Regions from separate parts of the Gossypium arboreum genome. Here region 2 is linked to region 1. The links are chromatin contacts, called in public Hi-C maps. All regions are on one chromosome and are shown on one strand. The core of a region is the stretch at or near the end of the contact, and the rest is flanking DNA. Distances in the headings are between cores, read along the strand shown.

Region 1 (2,900 bases), core at 165-2,664:
GGGTACTTGTTTCTAGTGTTGCAGGCCATGTCATCTGCAAGCATGAGTATTATCCTCTCATCAGGTATTCCTAGTCGCTTAACTGTCCTGGAAATCCAAACAAAGGAAAAAAAATTAACCAAAATAAACAAATTATAACAGAAAAAAAAAAAGAAAAGAAAAGACTAGGTTGGTGCCTGGTTACCTATACAAGGATAAAGTGTTCGCCATATGACGATAGTTAAACCTGAAAGGGAAAATTCACAATTATTTCAATTAACAATTTCAGGACTCTACATTGTGCTCTGTTTTAGCTGATCAAAAACAGTAAGGGGAAGGAAGTTAAAAATAGTGTAGTGCAACCTTGTTCGAATTTGTCTTCCTTGTTAAGTGACAGAAACTAACGAGATAGCTGTCCCATACAAACATCTAAATATTTCATTGCTCCAGAAGATAGAAAGGTGAGAAAAGAGAATTTTATTGAGGAGCAGAACCTTGACCACAGCCATTACCACATTTGAATTTGCTTTTGCATTGATAAACCAGAAGTAAAAAAAAGCATTTGCTTTGAAATCATCGACTGAGGAACACCTCACCAGCACTAACAAAAAGAATAGCTTCTAATAAAGAAAAACGGAAAGCTGATAGTTTATTCATCATTAGTAATTACCACTAGTTTGAGGGGTCAAAAGGACTTGCACAAAGAAAATAAGCAAATATCAAAACACAAAAAAGTTTCTCAGAGTACAAAGAGGCAGAGTTTCATTATATCAAACTTACAATGACATAATCAAACAAAGCCACAGAGTTCAAACAATCAAATGAATTACACATCAAAATAGCATCTAAAAGTCTCTCCTATATCCTCTCAACTTCAGATTGGTGCCAAACAAATGTAGCTAGAAATCAAATCAAACAAAAAATTAAGGGAGAAAAAGATGGGTTATCTTAATTATCCCCAATATTACACGAGTATGATTCATTTGATCCTAAAACTCAATGAAAAGAAAAAAAAAGGGGGAAATATAGAAAAAGTGCACAAATTCAGGTTGTTTTTATTACCAGAAACGAGAGGTGCAAACTAAGACAGCCCAATTGTTAGTATGCATGGCGGCTTCGACAGGAGAAGAATTGTATGCAATCGAACTGTAGAGAAGCAAACATGGTAATAAAAGTAAATGAAAAAGTGATTTGGGATTTATGAAAGTTTCCATCTTGAATTCCAGCCGATATCGTTTCCAATGCAATAACAGATCAAAGAAAACGAATGATAAATCTAATTTTAGAAATCTGCAGCAAAGCTTGAACTAGCGGCACTAGAGAAGAAAAGCCGAACGACGCCGTTACCAGGTTGAGTTAAGTTTTAATTATTATTATTATTAATTTCTTTTTTGAAATTTAGACAGCCCAATATCCCATTCCCATGAACCTTTTTTTGGTTAACTCAGAACCCGTTTATCTTATTTCCGGGTCCAACCCGAATCCGACTTCACATTAACACTTTTACTAGTATAGTTTTGACTTTTGACTTAAAAAATTCTTCCTCATTTACTTTTCCGATTATTTTGAGGAAGCTCTCCCAGTTGGTTCCTCCTTTTATCAAGCCTTTTAAGGATACTCTCTTTCTCTATGGCCAAACAAGATAAGCAACACAAGATTTTCATTTTTTCTTTGAAGGGCATTTCGTCTTGTTAAACTTGCATTTTTTGGGTCGATCATCTCATTTTGACATCTGGGTTTGTGTCAGTTTAAGCATTGGATGTTCTGTCTAGTGTTTTTAAGACAACCCCATTCATATTCTACTTGCGAATCAGGAAACTATCTTCATTTTGTTGTTTTAGTGGCATTGATATATATATATATGTACATCATGACTATGTGATTGAATGTTAGTATTTGGGTCATGGATGGCCAAAATTATTGTTTTCTTGGTGAACAATGAAGGAAAAAGCAAGTTTTGAGGGAATTGTTCTTTTTAAGTATCTTTCCAAGTGTACAAGTATGGGAGGAAAACTTCAATTTTCTTGATATGTCAAAAAAAATTATTATTTCTTGGTGATTAGTTCTTAGATTGGTGCCTTTTTCCTTTCATTTGATGACTACACCTCATGTCATGAGTTCTTGGACTGTCATAGTATATGGTACTAATTATTCAAAGTCCTGCATTTATTGGTAGTAATAGTGTGTTCATGGAAAAGAGTAAACTGAGGAAATGTTACATAGTGAAATAATTGGCCTAGAAGATTGGACTAGAAATACTGCAAAATGTGAAAATAGTTCTCTGCTTTAATTATTTTTCCCATAGATAAAAAGGATGAACTAATTGTACAACATAAGTGAAAATTTAGACAACTGTGCTAAGTAGGGAAGAAAGACATATTCCTCCTTGAATCAATGACCTATAATGTGAAAACAAAATTTTGGACAAATATTTCTAGTCTTAAAGCAAGATGAATGAACACCTTAAGGACATTCACCGTTGATGAGGTTGGAAGGTGAATCTACACCTTGGAAGAAGCAATCCATTGCTGGAATCAGATTTGATTAATCTGAACGTGGCAACAAGAAACTAAAGCCTATGTTCTCGCGAATAAGTGGCGGTGGTTCAATGTCCGCAATGTCTATTTGTTCCATCGACTTTGATAGGTCGTCAACTGAAAATGGAATGCTGCAAAACGATAAAAGTTGTGCGAAGTCAGTTAAAAAACGAGCTCAGCTGGTTTCCAGGTAATGTTTTCAATTAGCTTTAAGAGCAATGCATCCTAGATGGTGAAAAACAAAGGTTGAGGGCCAAATAGATCATCATCACATAGTGGAATGTAAATGCTAACCTTGAATCATCATCCAGCAGGAAGGAATTACTAACAGCATTGTTGGAATCTTCTGTCATCAACACTCTCATATTGGCTATTACCTAGAAG
Region 2 (3,129 bases), core at 471-2,970, 250 kb before region 1:
AAGATTGATTTTTCTCTTTCCTTTTCTCTATTAGTCCCATATTTTTTTTCTTATTTAACCAATCTGCTCAGTCTATGGCACTATCCACCACCAGTAACTAGCAATCAACATGTAGAACACACAACTCAACTGTGATCTGGATTTTGGTTATGAAACCAAAGCTACATAGATACATGTAGATATACCATCTTCTAGCCAAAAGCAAACCCGTGGAGCTTCGAAAAATAAATCAAAGCAACCATGCAAGTCAGTTTTGCAGTTATAAGTTAAACAAAAAAGGCTCCTCGCAAAGGAACAGAAAAAAAGGAATACAGAAGAATGAACTGCCACCAAGTAATGTGGAAATCTAAAATCAGGTTTGCACATAATGAAAAAATGTCCTCCAAATGGATTGAATTTTTTTTCTTTTTTTCTTTTTCCCCACACAAATAAAGGTTTTAAAAGAAATGCAAATCTGCCCAAAAATGCAGCAAAAATTATCAGAAATTTCAAAAATATTACAACCAAAAACAGATACGGAACAAAATAAATAAGCCAAAGGAAATTATAAAGACAATGACCATACACAAATAGAGAAACCTATAGGTAACCGTAAGCTAAAAGTTCTTTAAAATTAGAAGTTGTCAATTAAACAACTAAAAATAAATTTGTAGATGGGGAAGCGGGGTTCACCCCAAACAACCAAACAGAGGGCAAAGGATCATAATTTAAAACATCAAAAAAATTCTTAATAAATTTCAAAAAATTTGCAATAAGCTCCCCAGAAATGATTAAACTGGCAAAACGATAGACGAAAGTAGAAAATATTTTTCAAAAAGCACACACACCTAGAGCAAACAAAGGCAACGATTCGTAAACAATGCACCCAAAACACACGCAAATTCAAAAAATTTGCAACACAAGCACTCCCAAAACCATCAAATGCACGAATAGGAACCACAAAGAAAGTAATTTTCGTTAACAAGAAAAAACCCAACCACAGCAAACAAGCATTCGCTTCTCACGTAATGCACCAAAAAGTAATCCCAATTCCAGCAAATTTGCAACAAAAGGTTCTCGAATTTCACCAAAAAAGCACCGGAAGAAGAAATTTTGATTTTTTTTCCAAAAACACCTAGAGAGTATATAAAGCTAATGGTGTCCCATCGCATGCACCAAAAGCCTCTCAACTTTCAATAATTTTGCAACTCCCAAACCCAAAACCATCAAATTCACCAAAAAGGATACACCAAAAGTAATAAACCTTTTACCTAAAGCAACCAACTGAGATTTCCTAGAAGACCCGGAAAGCGAAGCACCGGCGCCACCAAGAGCCAACTGCTGCAGCTGCTGATGTTCTCTCCTTTCCTTAGAGGTCGATGACGCCGTTTTCTTAGCGGCCATCGCCTGTTCCGGGGTGCCATACTTCCTAGGCCTCCCTCTCTTCCGCCTCGCAGGCTCCAGGGGTGACATCACCGCCGAAGGCACGGAGTGAGGGTATACCATGTGGTGGGAACCTCCACTCTCGTTTGGCGGCAGAAGGCCATTAGTCGGTGACGGAGTGGTGTTGACAGTGGTGGAGGTGTTGGTGGTGAAGTAGTGTTGTTGGGCTTCATTGCGTTCCATTGGTTTTTCAATATTTTTGAGGTTTTAGAGAGAGAAAGAGGAAAATCTCTGCAGATTTTTTTATTTTTTATTATTTTTAGTTTATAATTTGTTTTTGTTTTTTTGTTTTAGGTTTTTTTATTTATTTTAATCTGGGGTCGTGTAAGCTGAGCCGTTGGATGAAAGTTACGAAGGTAAGATGATTGACTTTTGATATTTGACTGTTCAAAAGATGTCTTGATAAACGGATTAGTTTATTTTGTTTTTAGGGTTTTAGAGGCTTTCCCCTAAGATCCAATAATATTATATACGACAATAATATATTTAAATATATAAATATTCTAAAATTATATAACATAAAATTTCAATACTATACTGTGGTAATATCGAATTTAAAATACACATCTACCTTTAAAATAACAAAAATAAATAATAAAACATCAATTTAAAACTAATAACAATAATATATGTACGAAATTAAAATTAAAAATAGTTTAAATTATGAATAAAAAATTTTAAATGGGTAAATACATCAAAATAAATAATTAAATACACTATAATTGTTTATTATAGCGTTGTTATTTTCATAAGTTGATATCGAATTAATTAAGTAACACCAACTTAATCAATGACATTATTAATCTGAAAATTCTATCACACATATATGTAATATATACTAACAATGTGGGTGAAACAATTTCTACAATAACATTGAAATGTATAAAAAGAATTAAAATAAAACTTTGGTTAAATTTGTAAAGAAATTATTTTAAAAGTGTTGGTGGTATGAGTCTAAATCAAATCATAAGTAAATTTTTATTAATTTTATTTAAAAATAAAAAGATAAAAGTACCTCGCAATAACATAATATATTTATACATCAAAGGGTATTTTATAATTCTTTTAATCAAGTTAAAACCCAATTAAAAGTTAACTCAACATCATAAAAATACAATCAACATCATAAAATATACAATAAAATGTTAGAATATTTTTTGACTAATATCACAGTTGAAAAAAAATGCTTATATATCATACCCCAATTTTTATTTAGGTAATTAGTGTGATTTGGTTGACAAGACAATTTGTGTAGTGCATGTTTTTGCCAAACACAAACTTTTCGTCAATCATTTCATTTTCTTCTTAAATCGTGGTTGTTGGATTTAAATAGTAACAAACTTTAGGCTATTAGATTGTAGGTAGCTTTTATTTTGTATAATTAAAATAGAAAAGCTATTATTATGATTTTTTTAGTGCAGTACTTTTAATTATAAGGTATTTTTTATTTATCACAAAATTTTCAATAATTTCGTAAAGGAAAACACACAATTTAAATACTTTATCAGTTTTTCCAGTAAAACACTTCTAGTTAGAAGTATTTTTCAAATACCATGTGCTTGTGTAATCTTGTCCAATTATTTCTAACATTTTAATTTAAGTCTCATATCCAATTTTAGTGGTTGGTTATAAATTGGAGATGATACATAATTCATCTTGTAACAATCTGATTTTTAATTGTATCGAATAATATGATTTGAAATCTCA

The links. A called contact is a pair of places that touch in the nucleus more often than the background predicts.
Region 2: a Hi-C map of leaf shows a contact between it and region 1, with 5 times the contacts expected there. The contact joins the promoter of LOC108470461 here to the promoter of LOC108473692 in region 1. A contact is called at or near these places in 2 of 5 Hi-C or Micro-C datasets (both in leaf).

Annotation. Positions count from the first base shown.
Region 1 is chr11:116,396,688-116,399,587 of ASM2569848v2, reverse strand. LOC108473692 reads right to left here and starts at 1,414. Exons shown (of 10, transcript XM_053021147.1): 1 at 1,042-1,414; 2 at 185-226; 3 at 1-87. The coding sequence starts at 1,193. LOC108473691 (myosin-9) reads right to left here. Exons shown (of 38, transcript XM_017775398.2): 37 at 2,811-2,893; 38 at 2,257-2,647. The coding sequence ends at 2,524. It overlaps LOC128283753 (a long non-coding RNA gene), which reads left to right and starts at 2,545. Exons shown (of 2, transcript XR_008274163.1): 1 at 2,545-2,706; 2 at 2,831-2,900.
Region 2 is chr11:116,646,588-116,649,716 of ASM2569848v2, reverse strand. It overlaps LOC108470461 (AT-hook motif nuclear-localized protein 14), which reads right to left and starts at 1,720. Exons shown (of 6, transcript XM_017771778.2): 1 at 1,251-1,720. The coding sequence starts at 1,605.